Linked DNA regions of Ovis aries: region 1 is linked to region 2. Evidence: chromatin contacts called from public Hi-C data. All regions are on one chromosome and are shown on one strand. Each heading gives the region's core, a stretch centred on a gene start, on an enhancer-like site or on the middle of the called end of the contact. The rest is flanking DNA. Distances are from core to core; before and after follow the strand shown.

Region 1 (6,619 bases), core at 1,892-4,391, 140 kb before region 2:
GGCTGCTGGGGCTGTGAGGGTCAGCCCTGAGCCGAGCTGCTCTGTGGCCAGCGTCCTCAGGGCACCGCTGCTCCCGAGGTGGGGCCGCTGTCTGGAGGGTCACCCAGAGCTTCCAGGGCTGTGGGCTGAGGGTCTCCATGGCTGTGTATCTGTGTGTGAGGGGAGGGTTTTCTGTCAGTCCGCCTCTGTCACCATCTGATCCGCCAGAGGAAAAAGCAGAAAGAAGGAGGAAAGGATTTTCTGGGGCCAGGGGTGTCATCGCTGGACAGCCCAGACTGACCTGCCTTGTTCCATTGATACTTTCTAACAACCTCTCCCACCCGGAGCACTTTGCCACTCTTGGGCATGGACACGGCAGCCGTCCTCACTGGGTACTTCCTTTGTTCCAGGTACTGCCGTGAGGACATGGACCGTAATGTCATACTTCACTTAATTGCCACAACTGTGGCAGCAGGCTGTTAGCCTCACTCCCATTTTACAGACGGAGAAACTGAGGCTCAGAGAAGGCAAATCCCTTCTCCGCACAACTGACAAGCGATTCAAATCAGGCCTGTCTGACCCCCTAGCCCTCACTAAGCTCCTGATTCCCACCCCTACCAAGAGGGCTGGGAACACACCTCCCCCAATCCCCCAGACTCCTGGGGTTGGGCCAGGCATCCCAGAGCCCCAGCCCGACGCCCCCCATTCCCTAGCTGGGCTGGCCTCAGTGGGCCTTAGCCTGGCCTTTGGATTCTGACTGAGGGCCAAGAAGGAAAACAATGGGAGAGAAAGGAGCGGAAACCCTCTGGAGGTGCAGGGTAGGGGAGAGAAGCTGGGACGCGGCAGGGATTTTGGACACGCTGGGTCCACGGGGCAAGGGGCAGCGGTGGGGGTCGGCGTGCCCAGACCATGCTTCCTGTGTGCGTTTGAGGTCTTCTGGCCAGACTCTGCGTGGGGAGAGTGAGGAAGGAAGGAAGGACCCATGCGAGTCCCATCCTGTGATCTGGGGAGCAAGCTGCTGGTTGAGCCCGGACGGCAGCTCCTCTGCCTCTGGACAGGCTGAGCACATGGGAAGAAAGGGAGGTGGGCTCAGGCTGCTGGACCCCTGGCCGATCCAGCTTTCCTCTGCTTACAAGGTGGACTTCCAGTATCCCTTCCTGGCCCCTCCTCGCCAAACCCTGGGATGCTGCCCTTGGCATCCCTTATGTTAACTTGGGGGAAAGCCCAGGTCAGCCTGAACCCAGGTCCCTTTTTTTTTTCTTTATTTGACTGTGCCAGGTCTTAGTTGAGACATGCAAGCTTTTTAGGTGAGGCATGTAAACCCTAGTTGCGGCATGTGGGATCCAGTTCCCTGACCAGGGATCAAACCCTGGCCTCCTGCTTTGGGAGAGCAATCCCTTAGCCACTGGACCCCGAGGGGAATCCCAGAAACCAGGGCCCTTCTGCCGCTGCTTGTCAAGTTTCCAATGCCCTGACCACGTGTTCTGTGCCCACCCTGGTCCCCAGGACTGGATCTGTCTCAGCCTCGGCGCTCAGGATAGGAGATTGGTTCTCAAAGTGGCCTCAGACAGCTGTGATCCTGTAGCCTCAACCACTCAGGGCCCTCACCTTGACCCCCAGGATGGCAGAGTTCAGCCCTGGTCCAGGAGTCAGTCCCATCTGCGACTCTGTTCTGTCTGGTCGGCTGCCCCCAGCGGCTGGTCTGGGTGATGCTGCGGCTCTGTCTCCATCGTCTCACCTGGGGGTGTCCCTGTCTTGCCCCCTATCCCAATAGCCCCTGGCCTCAGTGCAGTTGCGTCTCTCTCCCCTGGGAGCTGCTCCCAGCCCTGGAGGAGCGGCTCTCACCATTCACATCTGGGGGGAAGGAGATACAGATGCTCAGGGTGCTGGGGGACCTGCTCGCCTCCTTGTTCTGCCCCCAGGGGCCCAGCTCCCTCTGTTTCCTTCCTCTGAGCTGAGGTTTGGGATGAAGGGCTTTGACCACACTCGCAATCCACCCACACTCTTGGGGGGTTGGTGCCGGGTACATGGAGTAAACCCTGATGATGCTGTTAACAGCTTCTGGCACTTTGGCTCACTCGCTTCCTGCTTCTGGCCTCAGTTTTCCCCTCCGAGGAATGGGGTTGGGCTTGAGAGGTTGACGAGGCCCCTCCAGTTCTTGCTGGAGTGAAGCCAACCTCTCACCCTTGTGTCCAGGGTCCCCAGTCCACCCACACTCCCCAGGTCACAGGGCGCCCTGTGATCAGTCCCCCGGCTGTGACCGTCTCTGGCCCATGTGGGCCTGGTCCCCAACAGAGAGGGAGGGTCTTCCTGCTTCACCCCCTCCCTCTCTCTGCAGGGCCAAGTGGCAGGGAATTTATGAGGGAGCAAATCCTCCAGACAAGACAAACCAGGCCAGTCCACAAACAAGCGACCAAAACAACAAGGCGAGATTACGAAACCCAGATTCAGGGAAAGAGGCCACTCGGAGCCTCTCTCCAGGACAGGGGGCGGTGAAATTGGGCCAGGCCTGTGGGTCAGAGCCGGCCTGGCCCGGACTATTTCTGTACTGTCTGGGGGGTAGGGGCTGATGAAATCCCAGCTGCATTTCACCAAAACACTTTCCCCTTAAGCCCAGGGCTCCATGTGGCGCAAATTCATTGTCACTTAACTCATCACTCAGGGCTCTGAGCCGCACCCCTCCCCCCTCCCAAGAAAGCAAAAACACACAATCTCTGGCCCGAGGGGGAGGTGGGCGTGAGGGGCTGCGACAGGCAGACTGGCTGTCTTGACCTGAGCTGTCCCCGGCAGGCGGCCAGCCCCTCCATCTTCGTGCCTCCTTCCCTCAAAGGCAGGCTGCATGGCAGGGCAGGCCCCCCATGAGGGATTGGGGGGTGTGTAGGTGGGAGCCTGAGGTCACTGACATCTCCTTTTTGCCCCACCCCTGGCTGCTGGAAACAGGAAACTGATGAGCCCCTGCAGGTCTGTGGGCAGGAATCCCTACTCCCCTGCGGCAGGGGTCACCCCATGGCAGTGTCCCGTGCAGAGGCGTCTGCGCCAGCCACACAGGAGATTGCAGTCTGCTTTATCTCCTTGTTGTTTGCACGTTTTGTTGACTGGTACCTGGTGTTCCACACCTCAGGGCAAGGGGAGAATCAGACCGGATGGGAAGGGCTTTCTGGAGGGGAGGTGCCTCCAGTCTTTTATCAGACACTGCGGACATCGACCTCTGTTTTCACACACTGCCCTGACCCCTTGGCTTCCTGAGCTGGTGGCCACGGCCACGGGAGCTTGTGGCCCTCCCTAGCCCTTATTTGAGCTGACACCATTCTGGCTTTTCTCAGGAGGAATTTCAGCTGGGACAGAGCAGGCCCCCACCTGCCATCTTACTGCATTCCGGGGGCCCTCACCCTCTCTCTCTCTTCCTAGACGGTGGGCCTCTCCAGGGCAGAGTCGGGGGTGATCTACCCCAGATCCCCAGTGCCCAGCCTGGGGCTTGGCCCAGAACCCAATAAGCACATGCTTGTTGAATGAATTAATACATTTCTCAAGTCACATCAAAGTGCTATTTGTATTATCTTTAGGCCAGATTAATCCAGAGCCTGGGCTGTCCAGATAAATATTGACAATCTGGCTTTTGTGTATCCTGCAGTCGGGGACAGAGGTCCCTTTCTTTTTTTCTGTTCTTTATTTGACTTTATTTTTTTCTATTTTCTTTTTATTAGAGTATACTTACAAGGTTGTGTAAGTTTCTGCTGGACAACCATGTGAATCAGCTATATGTATGCATATACCCCTGTCCCCTCCAGCCTCTCTCCCACCCGCCGCCCCCATCCCACCCCAGAGCTCCCTTTCTGATTTGGGCAGGAAGGAAAAAACTCCAGTCCTTAGAGGGAGGTGACCCCTGAACTCTCCTCTGGCCACCTTGGGGATGCCCGTGACCCCCTTTGCTCTGGTAATAACCTCTCTGCTGGTTTCTGATCCCCAGACCAAGGGGGCCGCAGGGTGGAGCTGGAGAATTTCGCTTTCCTGGGCAGGGTCAGGCAGTTCCTGAAGCAGCGGAGTTGTTTGGGTGCAAACATTTCCCTGTATTGTCCAGTTTCAGAAGGCAGCCAAAAGTCTAGGCGGGAGGGAGGGAGCTATAGCAGGATTTTCCTTGCCTCTGCCCCTAAGAAGACAGGAGCCTCAGAAGCTCACAGGTGGGGGTTGGGAGGTCATCTCAGGCACTGGAGGATGCAGAGGAACAAGGAGGAGACAGAGCAGGGGGCTCTGCTGGGCAGGACAGGGAGGCAGGTGGGTTGGTCTTTGATTCGTGTCCAGCCAAACGATGAGACTGTACCTGCCCCAGAGGATGCTGGGAGATGCGGTCACTCCCTTGCAGGCTGGCTTTTCCAGATTAGCCGTGGTTTTCTCTTCTGATGCAGCTGATGGCCGACCTCCCCTCTCAGCTAAGCTTGCCCCCTCCAACTGCGGCTTCTGTTCTTTGACCTCTTTTCTGGGGTCGGTGGCTCTGGAGGTGGGGCCTTCTGGAGGTGGAGACAGGGATGCCCATGCAGTATGTTATTTAGATCTCAAAAATGCCCCAGTTACAGATGGGGAAGCTGGGGTTCAGCTAGTAGCTGGGGGGGGGGGCGACCCTAGAGCCTCCTGCCACTGCAAGGTCCCAGTGCCACACCACCTGCCCCTGCAGATTTCCAGGGTCCCTGCTCTCTCTGTCTTGGGGTCTTTTAATAAGAAGCCCTCCCTCTCCCCATCCTCAGCGTCTGCTTTTCCTCCCAGGAATTCCAGAAAGAAGTTCCTCTGTGTCAAGATAGCAGTGGGAAATGTCGCTTTGCATTTTGGGTGGTTCCCAAGTGATGCTTCACAGAATGTTCTTTTGGGAGAGAAAAAAGGATTCTGGACCCAATAAGCTGGAGAGACACTGGATTTGACAAGTCAGACAGACTTCTCTTTCATGGGACTTCTCAGAACCTTTGTCTATTTTGATCTATTAAGAAGGGGCTTCCCAGGTGGCTCAGTGGTAAAGAATTCACCTGTCAGTGCAGGAGATGCAAGAGATGTGGTTTGATTCCTGGGTTGGGAAGATCCCCTGGAGGAGGAAATGGCAACCCATTCCAGTATTCTTGCCTGGAAAGTTCCATGAACAGAGGTGCCTGGCAGGCTACAGTCCATGAAGTCACAAAGAGTCGGACATGACTAAGCGAGTACACGCATACACCAGTATGCAGTGTTTCCCACGCTTATTTGATATTAGTGCCTTTTTTCTCCATGAAATCTTTCCTAGGACAAGCGGGACATACTCTTGGCCGTGCAGATTTTGAGGATATCTCTGGGCTTCTTGGTTTTCTCTGGTGGTTCAGACAGTAAGGAATCTGCCTGCCATGCTGGAGACCCAGGTTCAATCCTTGGGTCAGGAAGATCCCCTGGAGAAGGGACCCAGCAGAGATGGTGGCTGTGGCTAAGGATGCTTCTGTTTTCATGTTAAGTGGGAAGAGGTCAACGTTGGAGGAAGCTGGCCATGGAGGTTCTCTGGTGTCAAGCAAGTGGTGATCTGGTCACATGAATCAGCTGCTCTTCCTTGGTGCTGAATGGAGAAGAGCTGGCAGGTGGACAGAAGAAGGAGGTAGGGACATACCTTGTTTGTCTCGCTAATTTATTCTGAAAATATGAGTCATGATTCGGTCAACTGTGACCAAGTTTGGGCAAGACCCAGGCAGTTGGGAAGCTGGGAGGATTTCACTCATCCAGTTGGTGTGAAGTTCTGAAAAGGGCAATCCCAACTTCAGCAGATATCCGTCTCCAAGACCAGATTTGGGGACAAGTTACTAGGGATCAGAAGGTACCGGGTTCTTACCAAGTATCTCCCTGTCCTGTCCTGACAGCTGGAGTCCCTAGACTCCACGGGCAGGCTCAACTCTGCCACAAACTCTGGGGCCGGACCTGACCTCAGTTAGGGCATTTCAGAAGGAGCCAAGTTCAGTGTCCAACCTGGTGTCTTAGTTCTAATAACAGAGGTTCAACTTTGCTCCCAGGGCCCCTCTTATCAATTCTTCCTTGGCATGAGAGACTTGGACCCCAGCTGTATACTGAGGACCTTCTTGCCTGCCATTGGATGTTCCCAGCTCTGCTCTCCTGCTTGGTTTCCAGGTCCTAGGTTCCTGATGCTGAGTCCCATGGACCTGCTGGACCCCTTCTTCCTGTCAATTCTGGCTCCCCTTTGCATCTCCCAAGTCCCAGGCCCCAGGGCCTCTGGATGGGCTTTCTGCAGGTAATGTTGTTTCAGAGCCCGCTCCATCTCAGAGGGAGTCCAGCCACTCGGTCCTCTCTTCTTCCAGTCTGCAGTTCTCTCGGACACCAGCTGGGCCAAAAGGAACCATTCTACTCAAGCCTGGAGGTAAGACCAGGCCTCTTGAAACTCACTCCACTCCCTTGTTCATTCATCTGATTACGTATCATTTCTATCAACATTTGTGGACTTAAGCAAGGTCACACTCTGAAGTCAGCGGTGCTCAAGCTTGAGTGGGCAGTGTAGGCCTATGGGACTTATTTAAAAAAAAACAACAGGCTGTTGATTTCATAGATTTGGGGTGGGGCCCAGTCATTTGTATTTCTAACAAGTCTCCAGGTAATGTTGATGCTATGAGCCTGGGGACCACAGTGA
Region 2 (5,996 bases), core at 482-2,981:
GGCAGGGCTTGGCCTGGCCTTGCTGGCAGCTTCTGCTCAGCTCCAGCCCTGAGAGAAAGCCCTTCTGGGTCCCCCTTTAGCTGGCGGGACTTCTAAGGAAACTGAAAGGTCTGGTTGGGATCAACACAGTGGCATCCACATGGCACAAAGCAGTTGGTTACTAAACAGTGGTGACTATCTTACCAGGATTGGCCGCCAAGTACCGAAAACTTGAGTCCAGCTTAGAGACCTGAGTGACCACACACAGATCCCAGCATTGCCGGGTTTCGTGAGTCCCTTCCCATCCTGGGCCCAAGAACGATGACCTACACCAGCCTCCCCTCACCTAGCTCTGTGTTCTTTTCCCTACAGGTGTCGGAGGGCTCGCTGGCGCTGGCCTTGGGGCAGGTTAGTGTTAACGTCCAGGCAAGATGCCCCTCTGGGCCATCGGAGGTACAAGCAGTCAGGGGTACAAGGGTGCAGACCAGGCCTGTCCTGGGCACTGGTGTAGGGGGTAATGCTAAGACCACCTGCCTGGGGCCCCGGGAATGACAGCTGGGTCTTGGCGCTATTACACTGACGAGGTGGCCCTGGCAGTGAAGAACCCGCCTGCCAATGCAGGAGACATAATGAGAGGCAGGTTCGATTCCTGGGTCGGGAAGATTCCCCTGGAGAAGGGCATGGCAACCCACTCCAGGATTCTTGCCTGGAGAACCCCGTGGACAGAGGAGCTACCGTGAGCTACAGTCCATGGGGTCCCAAAGAGTCGGACACGACTGCAGCAACTTAGCAGGCAGCACGCAAGAAGAGCTAGAAGGAAGCAGCCCCAGGAGCCCAAAGAAGTCACCCGACTCAGCGGGGCTTCAGGAAGGCTTCCTGAAGGAGGGAGGTGTGGAAGTCTGACCCCAAAAGATCCCTGTAGCTTGTCAGGCTGAGCGGAGCATCCTGGGCCATACTGCATCTCTGACTTTGAACCCAGTTCTGGGAGCAACAGTCACATCTTCGCACGGAGCAGAAGAGCCTCAGATGTACCTCCTGGACGGGGCGGGCCAGGGCTGGGCTGGGCTCGGGGAAGGACCTCACCCATCCTCCTCTCTGCAGGGCTCGGGGCTTTTCCCGCAGGTGCCTTCCCAGGGGCTCTGGTGCCCGGTGGCCCGGCTGGCGCTGCTGCAGCCTATAAAGCTGCTGCCAAGGCCGGTGAGTATTACCCTTTGGGACGTGCCATAAGCCCTCTGGCCTCTGTGGGCTCTCCACCTTGCAAAGAACCTTTCCTGGGCTGGGGAAGCGGTGAACAGGATCCTCAGCTCCAGTCTCCTGCGGGTGATGGGAGGCAACCAGCTAGGTCCGAGTCTCAAAGTGAGGCATAGGCAAGGCTAGACCTCAGTCCAGCGGCCTCCTGCCTTTCGCGGCTCCTGGTGTGACTCGCCTCCGCCTCTGCAGGTGCTGCTGGTCTCGGCGGTGTCGGCGGCATTGGTGGTGTTGGTGGCTTAGGAGTGTCTACAGGTATGGAGGCGAGACCTGGGTGGCCTGGGGGGAGGTCGTGGGAGGAGGGGAGCCCCTCTGATGTGGCCCCTTCCCCTCCAGGTGCGGTGGTGCCTCAGCTTGGAGCCGGAGTTGGGGTTGGAGCGAAGCCTGGGAAAGTGCCAGGTCAGTGGACGGAGTCTCTGGGACTGGAGGGCAGAGGTCAGGGAGAGGCCAGAGCTCCCAAACTCCCTCACCCCAGGGCAGGAAGGTCAGGGCCTGGCTGCAGCGGGGCAGGGGTCAAGGGGCAGAGGCAGGCCCAGAGCGTGATCCCAGGTCCCAGACAGGGGTGAGGGACTCCAGCTATCCTTCCAGGCCCTTCCTCCAGGACCTTGGAGCAGACGTGAGAGACAGGCTCTGTGGCAGGCATTCGGGTGACCGATGGGGACACTGAGGCGCAGAGCAGGGAGTCAGTGCAGCAGGGCCCGCCCAGTCCCGACAGGGCTGGGGTGAAGCCCCATCCGGTGCCCATCCCTCCACACCAAGCCCTCAAGGAAGTGACTTCAGGTTCAACGGAAGACAGCCTGAGTCTGCACAGCGGGGAGGGAACATCTGGAAGCTGTTAGCCCCGAGGTGGGCTGGGCCGGCCGTGTAAACAGGCTCCAGGAGACAGGACAAATCCACGCACGGAAGGATCTGCAGATGACTCCCGGAACTCGTGGGAGGGGGGCCTGCAGACGCCACACACATGTCCCCGGCTCTCCCCCAGGGGCGATCCTGGGGGGCTAGCTCGGGAGCCTTGGGGCTGCTGTAGAGGGCGGGGCCAGTAGAGGCTCCTGGAGGCAAGACTGCTGCTCACACGGTTTTCTTCTGGCCGTAGGTGTGGGGCTCCCAGGTGTATACCCAGGTGGAGTGCTCCCAGGCACAGGTGAGAGCAAAGAGGAAAAGGGGAACCCTAACTTGAGAGCAGCCCCTCGCATCCTCCCGGGGGGCCCCCAGCTCCCCCAAACAGTGGCCGCCGGAGTCCTGACGGGCACTGTTGCCCCAAGCATCAAAGCTCAGGCCACAGACCTAAGATAGCTCTGGTTGTCTTTCCCCTAGGAAGACCAGAGAGCTCCTCCCAGCCCCGCCCCCCCAGAACCCCAAGCCTAGACCCAGACCCAGACCAACATCACAGTCTGCGGTGGGTCTCCAGGGATAGACCGAGTCCCCGGGGTGGCCAGCTGTTTCTCAAACGCCATGAGTCACCAGGGGGGCCCACCCAGCACATCCGCCCTGCAGGAGACCCTTGGAGTTGCCCTCTCAACCTCCTTTCCCCGCCATGGCCTGGCTACCCTATGCAACATGTGACCTCCTGAATTCCCCCAAAACCCCAGACTCAGGCTGGCTGGGTGGGATTGGCTGACAGAGGGTCCCCCTCGGCCCCCCCGGCCCCTCCCTGCCATGGTGGCCCAGCCCCGGTGGGGGAGAAAGGAGAAGTGGCAGCACTGAACGCTGGAGACCTCCCAGCCAGAGCAGATGCCGGCTTCGTGTTTGGGTGTGAATCGCATCCAGCGAGAGCCCCTCCCCCTGCCGAGGGCACAGCCCTCCCCGACCTGCAGCCTGTTCCCTTGTCTGTCTGCCTTCTCTGATGAGGCTGGGCAGGGCAATGGGAAATTAACTCCAGTTTAAAAGACAGGCCAACAGAAGGGCTAGGAAATAGGATTAAAACTTCTGACCTTGGGGCAGACAGGGCAGAGAAGTCACCACCAGAGGGGCCCTCCACCCACCCCATGAGCCATGCCAGTAGCTGACATCGAAGGAGGCCAGCTGTGTCATGGAGGGTGGGTGCGGTGCCAGGCTGGCCCTTCCAGGTTGGACCTTCCCCACCCTCATCACCAGCCTCCTCTTTGTCCTCTCAGGAGCTCGGTTCCCGGGTATAGGGGTACTCCCCGGGGTTCCCACTGGAGCAGGAGTCAAGCCCAAGGCCCCAGGTATGTGGGACTCTCTGGTTACCCTCAGTCCTGGGTTGAGCGGGGCAGGGAACTTGGGCTCAGCTGGCCCAGATGGGTGGTGAGAAATCCCCAATGTGTTTGTGATGAGCTGGGAGGTCTGGGCAGAACTGGCCACGGCTTGGGCCAGCACTCCCCTCACTGGAGCTGGGGTGCCCTGGGCCCGTGGTGGCCAAGCCACAGTGATGGCTCCTTGTCATTGCAGGTGGGGGCGGAGCTTTTGCTGGAATCCCAGGTAAGGCAAGGCTGGGTCCCTCCACACCAGGGAGGGTGGGCAGGCCCATGGGTGGCCAGCCAGGCAGGGACTCCTGCCCTGGGAGGAGCTGAGCACTCCCACTGCTCCAGGCCTTGGACCGGCTTCGGCACAAAGTGGTGTCTGTCACAGGCCTGTTTCCCCTGCCCCAAACCCCTGTCTGGCAGCCTAGAGGAGCCCAGAAAATGCAGCGGCCTGTGCCAAATGGTGAGAGGGCTGCAGGCTCCGAGTGTAGCCCAAGCCACAGGAAGGGGAGCATCCTGCAGCTTCCTTGAGGAAGCGGCCCATTGCTGGGCGTTGCTCAGCTGACTGATGACATAAAGAGGCAGGAAGGCCCTCAGTCTCTTTCTGGATTCCGATGCCATGGGAGCTCATTCTAGTCTGAGGAGAGAGTGGAGCTGGAGGCTGGAGGCATCACAGGGGCTCCTGGCCCCGTGTGGCTGGAGCCTGATTGTCTTGCTCTCCTTGTTCCCTCAGGAGTTGGACCTTTCGGAGGGCAGCAGCCTGGAGTCCCGCTGGGATACCCCATCAAGGCACCGAAGCTGCCAGGTAAGGCAGGCAGAGGATTCAAGAGACTCCATTCACTGGGCCTCCCTGCTGGGAGGTCAGCTTGAGAGGGGACTTGTTTGCCCACCTGTATCTTGGGGTGGCTGGAGAGGGTAGTCAGGAAACCTGGGTAATTTTGCCCACTTCTGGTCAACAGCAAAAGAAAGCAGGGAGGAACAAACTTCCCTCATGGGTCCAGTGGCTGAGACTCCACACTCCCAGTGCAGGGAGAAGGCTGGGTTCGAGCCCCGATCAGGGAACTAGAGCCTGCACGCTGCGGCTAAAAACCCCCCATGCCTCAGCTGAGATGCTGCAAAACCAAATAAAGAAAGAAATTTTTTTTTAAAAAAGAAAGAAAGCGGGGAGAGACCAACATCTTGCAGGTGCTGGCCTCCCATACACACATAGACATCCGTGTCCACACACACATACACACGCAGAGACCCGTAGCCCCGATGGGAAGCCATATGTGTTGATGGTAAGAAACACCATTCACTGGAAAGAAACCTCTGATGTCAGCCCACTCCACCTGTCCAGCTCACACGATGATGAGCCATTTCTTGCTGGGGAAGAGAGTAAGGAAGACCTCAGACTTGGGGGCCATGGCGGGTAGAGGAATGGCCGTCCCTTTGCGCCCTAGAGCCGGGCGTCCTCTCCCCACTCCTCCTCCAAGGCCTTGGCTCTCCTGAGAGCCTCTGGAAGCAGCTCAGGACCCTGGTGGACGGAAGGAGGCCTCAGGCCTCAGTGCGTGTGGGGACTAGGTCTGTCTGCCCAGGTAGCGGGGACCCGGTGAGGCGTGGGGCCGCCGGGGGCAGCCACTGAGCCCACGCTCCATCTCCCCAGGTGGCTATGGACTGCCTTACAGCACTGGGAAACTGCCCTATGGTAAGGCCCTCTCAGACTGGCGGGCTTCTGGCTCCTTCCAGCCGCAGGGTTCCGGCCAGGGAGCTGTGGCCCCAGTCCAGGGCTAGGAGAATACCAACTGGGGGGTAGGGTGGGCGTGCAGTCTCAAAATGGGAGCCCCCTAAGGAGGGGGGCATGGAACTGGGACTCAGGACAGCCTGGTTCTCAATCCTGGCCCTCACGCTTATCACCAGGCCTTGAGAAAACAGGTTTTCTTCTCGGAACCTCAGTCTCTTCGTCTGTAAAATGGGAATAACCATTCCACACATGTTTGTATTTAACTCTGGCTGGGGGTGACAGGTGGAGGCTCTGGGTGGCCTGGTCCTTGAAGGGCAGGGGAGGGGGCAGCCACCATGAGATCGCATGGATGCCCACTGAGCCTCTCCTGTCACAGGCTATGGGCCTGGAGGAGTGGCTGGTGCCGCAGGCAAGGCTGGGTATCCAACGGGGACAGGTAAGGAGAGCCTCACCCCTCCGCCAGCCAAATAACTCAGGCTCCAGAAACCCAGCCAGCCCACCCTATATCCAGACCCTGGTCTGAGTCTAAAGAAGGTCCCTTGTGGGGCAAGGCAGGAAGCTGGGGCAGCTCTCCCAGCCTCTGCTTGCTATATGCCCCACATCCACACCCAGATATGAACCAGTTGGTTTTCTTGGGCCTGGAAGAGATGGGCTCCGGAAATGCTGGGGCACACTTTCCAGTCTCTCCCCTTCCTCTTCCCCCAGGGGTTGGCCCCCAGGCTGCAGCAGCAGCGGCTAAAGCAGCAGCGAAGCTTGGTAAGTACCCCTGGAGCCCCTGCCTGCTGGCTGCCAGCCCTCCAGCCTCACCATGCTATTACCACTGAGAGCCTAGTTATCCTATTAAC

The links. A called contact is a pair of places that touch in the nucleus more often than the background predicts.
Region 1: a contact with region 2 is called in a Hi-C map of liver, with 3 times the contacts expected there. The contact joins two enhancer-like sites. A contact is called at or near these places in 2 of 16 Hi-C or Micro-C datasets (liver and tail adipose tissue).

The regions. Positions count from the first base shown.
Region 1 is chr24:33,892,618-33,899,236 of ARS-UI_Ramb_v3.0, reverse strand. TMEM270 (transmembrane protein 270) reads left to right here. Exons shown (of 6, transcript XR_009598392.1): 3 at 5,445-5,581; 4 at 6,106-6,352. Among named protein-coding and RNA genes, the nearest start is that of TMEM270, 12 kb to the left of the region's middle. Within about 2 kb of position 3,141, at least 14 of the 54 cell types and tissues checked have an H3K27ac peak or open chromatin away from gene starts, as enhancers often do. A contact at or near this core is called in liver, where this site is marked.
Region 2 is chr24:33,753,991-33,759,986 of ARS-UI_Ramb_v3.0, reverse strand. ELN (elastin) reads left to right here. Exons shown (of 33, transcript XM_060405909.1): 5 at 352-387; 6 at 1,081-1,176; 7 at 1,420-1,482; 8 at 1,564-1,626; 9 at 2,321-2,368; 10 at 3,342-3,413; 11 at 3,637-3,666; 12 at 4,162-4,233; 13 at 5,857-5,907. Among named protein-coding and RNA genes, the nearest start is that of ELN, 14 kb to the left of the region's middle. Within about 2 kb of position 1,731, at least 2 of the 54 cell types and tissues checked have an H3K27ac peak or open chromatin away from gene starts, as enhancers often do. A contact at or near this core is called in liver, where this site is marked.